2 separate regions of the Triticum aestivum genome follow, and region 1 is linked to region 2. Evidence: chromatin contacts called from public Hi-C data. All regions are on one chromosome and are shown on one strand. The core of a region is the stretch at or near the end of the contact, and the rest is flanking DNA. Distances in the headings are between cores, read along the strand shown. Region 1 holds the start of LOC123085498 (receptor-like protein kinase HERK 1). Region 2 holds the start of LOC123081846.

Region 1 (3,916 bases), core at 743-3,242, 210 kb after region 2:
GTTCATGTAGATGGTAGGTGGAGGACGTGGTTGTCGATGCGGAATACAAAGAAAGTGAACGAGGGCACCGCCGTAGGATAGGTTAAGGGTCCGGCTGCTTTTTTATGAAAAAAGTTTGAAATATAATGAATTTCGACAGGTTTATATAAAAATCCACCGTGTTTGTATAATTTTGTCTGCTTAGTTGAAACTTAATTTGAAATGTATGTTGAATTCATGTCCGTAGACTGGTCCCTGCCCGCAGATGGATACGAGAGCAAATTTACAAGTGAGCGTTGGAGCTGCCGCTCTCCCCAAACAAGAATTCCAATTTCGAAAAGCTTGAAGAAAAAAATGTGCCACTTGTCCCATGGTCATCCGACCTGAGAGTATTATACTCCTTCCTAGTAACCACGTTCCTACACGCATCCCCGATGTAACAGCTCACTTGATCAACTCTTTTTGTTTTTTCCATTTCTGCGGGTCACCAACTCTGTTTTGTGTTGGTTGTTAGAGAGACGGCGACATGGCGTCCCACAACGTGGAGCCGTGCACTCCGGAAAGACCAAGCCAACATTCATCAACTCGATCACCAACGCAAGCAATCGAACACGAACTCATTATTAGGCGACCACATCTCCAAAGAAAACAGGAGCGCGCACGTACGCGATCCAGTACCTAATATTCAAGTACGCCGTGGAGGGACCGGGTCAAGGGAAACGGGCTGGACCGGCACCGCGTAACCCGTCCCTCTCCGCCACGCTCATCCCCACCTCCACCTCCAGCCGTTGGTTCGCTCCTTCCCTCCCCAAAGCGATCGGGTCAACCCGGGGGCGCTGCATGCAGCTGTAGCACACAGCTGGCCCTCGAATGCGATGCATGCTTCCGTCGCCGCGCCGACGCGTACCGTATCGACGGCGACGGCGATGCCAATCATGCCTCTACTTGCAACATTATCCTGCCGTGTGGTAGATGGATGCCCACCCCGTGCATCCCCCTTTCTGTCTCCTACGTACACGAACACGATGACAGCGTCCCTACACCTGCGTGTACAGGAGTACAGGAACATACCATCTTGATCGCCTTGATGATGATCTTCTAATCCGCAGTGACGCCGCCATCGTACGAGATCAAGTTGTTCACACTGTACTAGTGTCTCACACTTGCGCTGGAGTATACGTTTTCCCTTGCAAAGTCCAGAGATGAGACTGAATGTTGGCCATCTCAGCAGGAGTGCTGTCCAGTAAGCGCCCGAGACGCGTACATACACCACCGGCCGGGAAAAGAAAAGGAATGTACGAATTGCGCCCGGTCGTGGTGGCGCGCACGACGGTGGTACGAAAACGACGGCTGCTCCGGTCGCGTGCGGTGGTCGACGGAGGTGGTTGGAGACTTCCTCGGCCCTTTCCTTCCCACCGAGCCGAGCCACAGCACAATGGTCGAGGGAACAAATCGTTCCCCTTTACGTTCCTAAACAAAGGGCCACACGATTCACACGACAAAATGCGTGGATTTTCCTCGCAGTCGTTTTCATCTGCGAGTGTGTCACCGTGGGATTTGACATGTCCCGGGAGGCCACAACAGAAAAGGTGCCTGCTGCTCTCGTCGAACCTTTTCTCTGGCCTCAGTGTTGGTACTACAGTACAGTAATTCCTAGTGCCACGGAACATGACAATAAGAACCCAGTTGTTGACACTTGACAGTAAAAGAGCCTAGGAGGCACCCGGTCCGTTCATCACACGTCGCAAAAAACTTTCGCCTTGTCTTTGTTTAACAATATACATGTTGACGTTTCTTCAGAGAGGATCACACGAGAAATTTACCGAATCGAATATATGCCAGACAATCTGTAAACCAAGAAAATGACGGCATTAGAAAGCTCCTGAATTCCCCCGCAAACAAGGAAAAAGCTCCCGATAATATATGAAATTCAAGCCTATCTCTCCACCTGAGATGAGATCCTGAGAAAATGACACCGCAATACGCAGTGCTCCCCAGCTAATCAAATACCCCCACCACATCCAAGAGCTCGTCAAAACCAAGCATCGATTCACTGTCCTTCCTGTGGGTATTAGCAGCAGTCGCTAACTCCCTCTGCTCATCTCGTTTCAAGCAACAAGTGTCAACTCTCAACACCACCTCTACAAAAGCAATCGTGCACTCTGGTGATGCTCTCTGGTTTGTGCCGCCATCCCTGTCGATGAAGACCTCCGTGGCCTCCTTCTAGTGCCCCGTGCCGATCGCCGATGCTTTGGCCGGAATTCTTGCACCATGCCGCCGGTTCCTGACATGCTCGTGCGGCTCCTCGTCGCGTCCGTGCTGCTCGGCGCAGCCAGTGGCGCGTTTACCCCCGCGGACACCTACCTCGTCCTCTGCGGCACGTCGGCGAGCGCCACCGTTGCCGCGGGACGGACGTTCGTCGGGGACGCCCGTCTGCCCGCCAAGTCGCTGGCCGCGCCGCAGAGCGTCGAGGCCAACACGTCGCTGACCGCGGTCGTCCCGTCCGGCGAGTCGCAGCTTTACCGGTCCGCGCGCGTCTTCACCGCGCCGGCTTCCTACACGTTCGCCGTCAAGCAGCCCGGCCGGCACTTCGTGCGCCTCCACTTCTTCCCCTTCCCGTACCGGTCCTACGACATGGCCGCGGACGCCGCGTTCAACGTGTCCGTGCAGGGCGCGGTGCTCGTCAACGGGTACGCGCCCAAGAACGGCACGGCGGAGCTCAGGGAGTTCTCGCTGAACGTCACCGGTGCCACGCTGGTGATCGCCTTCGCGCCGACGGGGAAGCTCGCGTTCGTGAACGCCATCGAGGTCGTGTCGGTCCCCGACGAGCTCATCGCCGACACGGCCAGGATGGTGGGCGGGGCCGTCCAGTACACCGGGCTGTCGACGCAGGCGCTGGAGACGATCCACCGGATCAACATGGGCGTCCCCAAGATCACGCCCGGCAACGACACGCTGGGGAGGACGTGGCTGCCGGACCAGAGCTTCCAGCTCAACACCAACCTAGCGCAGCATAAAGACGCCAAGCCCTTGACGATCAAATACGACGAGAAGTCGGCGCTCTCCTCCGCGTACACGGCGCCGGCGGAGGTCTACGCGACGGCGACGAGGCTGAGCACGGCGGGCGAGACCAGCACCATCAACGTGCAGTTCAACATCAGCTGGAGGTTCGACGCCCCGGCCGGGTCGGATTACCTGCTCCGGTTCCACTGGTGCGACATCGTCAGCAAGGCGGCCATGGGAATGGCCTTCAACGTCTACGTCGGCGGGTCGGTGGTGCTCGAAAACTACGAGATTTCGCGTGACACGTTCAACCGGCTGTCCATACCGGTGTACAAGGACTTCCTCCTGGGCGCCAAGGACGCCAAGGGCGCCATCACCGTGAGCATCGGGTCGTCGACCGAGGACAACGCGTTGCCCGACGGCTTCCTCAACGGCCTCGAGATCATGAGGGTAGTCGGGAGCGCCGGCGCCGGCGCTCCCGCCGCGTCCGCGCGCAGTTCAAAGGTCAAAATCGGGATCATCGCCGGCTCGGCCGTCTGCGGGGCCACGCTGGTGATGGTGCTCGGGTTCATCGCCTTCAGGACGCTGCGCGGGAGGGAGCCGGAGAAGAAGCAGCCGTCCGACACCTGGTCGCCCTTCTCGGCGAGCGCGCTGGGCTCTCGCTCGCGCTCCCGGAGCTTCTCCAAGAGCAACGGGAACACCGTCCTGCTCGGGCAGAACGGCGCCGGCGCCGGGTACAGGATCCCGTTCGCGGCGCTCCAGGAGGCGACCGACGGGTTCGACGAGGCGATGGTCATCGGCGAGGGCGGGTTCGGGAAGGTGTACAAGGGCACGATGCGCGACGAGACGCTGGTGGCCGTGAAGCGCGGCAACCGGCGGACGCAGCAGGGGCTGCACGAGTTCCACACGGAGATCGAGATGCTGTCCCGGCTGC
Region 2 (3,801 bases), core at 382-2,881:
CCATTACTTTTTTTCCCATCCATGCAGCCTTGCAACATCAGCAAGTCATGCATCCCCACTAAACTTATTTTCCTTCCATCTTCTTAAGCCACGTCATCAGGTCCACTAATTGCAATTGGCTTGCCAATCTTTAGGCAAGCCAAAAAATTGGCTACCAATTGGTTGGTCACCAACGTACTTAGCCAACCAAACTTACCAAAAATTGGCAAGATTTGAAATTGCCAAATGTATGACAAAATTTGACTCATATGCTTAATGCAGGGTCTTTTCCCCTTCCCTTTGCTGCATGCCTTATCTTCTCCCTCCCCATTGGTTGCACATATACCGCCCTCATCCTCGGCCTCGCTGCCCATAATCTCCTTGCCTCTGCGCAACGACACCGCCACCACTCTTTTCATATAGGTCATTTGTTGAGGTCGTCATATAGAATTCTCAGCATAGTCCATACGCCATACTCAATATGAATTCTAACTGTTTCTAATGATTTCCTGCAGCAACGTGTGGGGTATCTTTTAGTGTACATAAGATTATATGATATTTAGATAGTGGCCTGTAGCATAATGTTAACATGTGATGAGCCTGGCTGCAGGTATCGCCAGATTGGAAATGCTGTGGCCGTACCCGTTGGCCGTGCACTTGGGTATGCCTTGGCCATGGCCAACCTGAACAAGACTGGAAATGATCCCCTCATGGAGCTACCACCCAAGTTTGCATTCTCTCATATAGAAGGCACTCCTTAGTCAGACTGGCAAAACCTAACGGTTGACTTTTCCACCTGGGTTTAAGTCTCGTCATCTCCGTTCATTCTCCGCTAGAAAAGCTGGGTACCTCATGGTCGTGAATATCATTAGGACTCGTGAATATCGTTAGGGCATGCGCATTTTAACATAAGTCTTGATTCATTTTATTGCCATGTTGTACCTTGTAACATCTTAGTTTCTTAGAAGTTCCTGTAGGCAGGTGTAAGTTGCTCAGTATGGTTTGTCCTGAGAGAACCTTGTGTTGTACTGTAAAAGAATGTAGGTATCATAACTTTGTCACATACATTTGTTAGAAGCTCACATGGGCAGGTGTAGGTGGCTGCAGTGGATCTCCTCTGCCTTTGTTGTACTATAAAGACTATGTATGTATGTATGTATGTATAGACAAGCTGAGTGGTCAGGGGAATAAAATGTACACCTTCTGACGTGTTGGTGGTGTTCTATATATACTTGTATGTATTTTCCTGTGAGTGAATGTAAGAAACGCCTAAGAGCATCTTCAACAAGTGATGTAAAACTGGTTTCCTGGATTTTTTGCCTTTCTCTTTTACGTCTCAATTGCATACGCATTAAAACAGAACTTGATACGATAATTAAAACTCATGTCAAGAATCGAGATCTTTTGTTCTTTCTTCCTTTTTGGGTGCGATCTGATCAAGCCAATGGAAATACTCCAGGAACGAGAACCGATCGGTATGCCAACTAATCAGCCTCCAATAATTATCATGTTACCCGGATGGCCGGATGATACGATCCGATCCCGTGCATTGGGTCTTTGGGCATCGTCAGCACAGCAGCCGGGCTATAAGGATTCTAGTTTCGTTATAACCTGAGTTGATATCCCGCCCAAGCACGCCGCGTGCAGTTGACTCGCGCCTCCGCTGATCCGCTCCGCATCAAGAACCCAAGATCCAAGCTAGGCCACTGCGGAAGCCATGGATGATCCGCAGCAAGCAGAAATGGCTCCGCCGGAAGACGCGCCGGCCGGCGTCCCCGCGCATCCCCTGCCACACTCGGTGCGCGGCGTCTTCCTCAACTACATCGGTTACTGGCGGCCACGGTTCTTCGCCCGTCCCTCGGCGCGCCGCCCGGCGGTCGACTACGGTGACCTCGACTTCCTCCCCGACTATATAGCCGGGGGTACAACTCCATCCTGGACCACTGCAACGGGCTCTTGCTCTACGGCAACGCCTGGCTGTACTGCGTGGCCAACCCCGCCACGAGGCGGTGGGAGCGTCTCCCGCGCATGGACGCCAACGACTACGTCCCGTATCTCGTCTTCGACCCCGCCCTATCGCGTGGCTACGAGGTGTTGCTGTTCCGCCGCGAGCCCGAGAAGCCCAAGAAGTTCGACCTCATTGAGTTTCTGTCTTTGCTGGATGACATGTCGGTCGGCGAGGAGGACGTAGAGAATGAGGGCCAAGATGAACCGGCTGGAGAACCTTCCATGGATGACTTGCATCGTTTGACGGAATGGCCACAGTCACAATGGACGCTGCCTGTGTTCTCATCGGCCACTGGAGAGTGGCAGGAGAGGTCATTTGTCCGGGAAGGAGAGGCTGTCAAGACGATGGCCAGTATGCAACTGGATGCGGTACAACCCATGGAATGGGGCCCAAGATGGCGCTACAGTGTGTATTGGCGAGGCGCGCTTTACGTCCATTGCCGTGGTGCATTTGTTGCAAGGTATGCATTCTAGATCGAAGTGCATAACTACAAAACTCCTTCAATTATAGTGTTGATATGTTTTTTTTTACTAATTTATATAATCTTTTTTACTTTCTATTCATGGATTTTTTTATATCATCTATACTCCATCCATTCCATAATGTAGTGCTTCCTCTATCCCCGTGCTTCAACTTTGACCGTAAATTTAACTATCAAGATCGATTGCGGCGGGAGCAAAAGTTATATCAGTGAATTCGTATTCGAAAGAAATTTTTAATTATATAACTTTTTCTCCCGCCGCAGTCGGTCTCGTTCGTTAAATTTATGGTCAAAATTCGACCTCGGGAAGCACGGGCGCACTATATTTTGAAATGGAGGGAGTAATATTTTAGACTATTAACATATTTTAGCGAATAAACTTGTGTTTTGTAGGATATCTTTATCAGATGGTAAATACCGGGTATTTAATACACCAATAGATTTTGAGGAAAGCAAACATGCATGTCCTTATCTTGGGAAGTCGGAAAAAGGGGTGTACTTTGTGACAATTCACAAGTACAATAACCTTCTTCGTGTTTGGAACCTCAGTGAATCAAGCGGTCCAATAGATTGGGTACTAAAGCATACTATCGAGCTTGATGAATCTACTTTGTGGGCCGCAACGCGTTTCTACCAACACGAGATTAATGGACCTTGGATCTTAGAGGACAATAACAACGATGATGTGGAAAACAAGATGGTGCCGCTAAAAGAAGATATTGAATGGAACTCCGATGAGATAATGTAATGAGTAACCAAGGCGGTTGTGAAGAACCATACGGTCACATTTATTTCTTGGGTTTTCACCCGTACAAAGAGGTAATTTTCTTAGGGTTGTCATTTATAGGAGTGGCTTATCATTTGAATAGCTCGAAAGTCCAATACCTCGGAAAACTACGCCCAAAAGATTACTGCACAGCGTATTCAAATGGCATATATGAATCATTTATGTACACTCCATGCATGGTTGAGGAGCTTTCAAAGACTCCTCCATAATATGTACGCAAAGGTTACCATATGTGAACTGCAAATGGTTCAACAGTGCAAGAAAAAGTGTATCATAAAGTTCGAGTCTTATTTTCAGCCATGAATACCATATTATTTTATACATTCGCAATCTTCTGAGGTAGTTTGTCATCTGGTTATGTAATTTGTACTTTTTATGCATTTGAACCAACCAGTTGTCTTCTTGCATAGTTCTACCTTCTTTTGAGGGAGCATAATTCTACATGTAAGTACTGCAAAGTGTAGAAATATATGTACTGGTTACATATGTCTTACTTCCCCCACGCTCTTCGATCACTTCTGGGCATGCAAAAGTAGTCCCGTGCTT

The links. Hi-C and Micro-C count contacts between places; a contact is called where the count stands out from the background.
Region 1: a contact with region 2 is called in a Hi-C map of leaf, with 5 times the contacts expected there. The contact joins the promoter of LOC123085498 here to the promoter of LOC123081846 in region 2. A contact is called at or near these places in 3 of 5 Hi-C or Micro-C datasets (all in leaf).

What each region holds. Positions count from the first base shown.
Region 1 is chr4A:115,708,067-115,711,982 of IWGSC CS RefSeq v2.1, forward strand. LOC123085498 (receptor-like protein kinase HERK 1) reads left to right here and starts at 1,993. Exons shown (of 1, transcript XM_044507140.1): 1 at 1,993-3,916. The coding sequence starts at 2,251.
Region 2 is chr4A:115,496,028-115,499,828 of IWGSC CS RefSeq v2.1, forward strand. It overlaps LOC123081846, which reads left to right and starts at 1,632. Exons shown (of 2, transcript XM_044504360.1): 1 at 1,632-2,447; 2 at 2,862-3,454. The coding sequence starts at 2,008. The coding sequence ends at 3,216. It overlaps LOC123085496 (DNA (cytosine-5)-methyltransferase CMT2), which reads left to right. Exons shown (of 21, transcript XR_006439788.1): 21 at 590-1,186.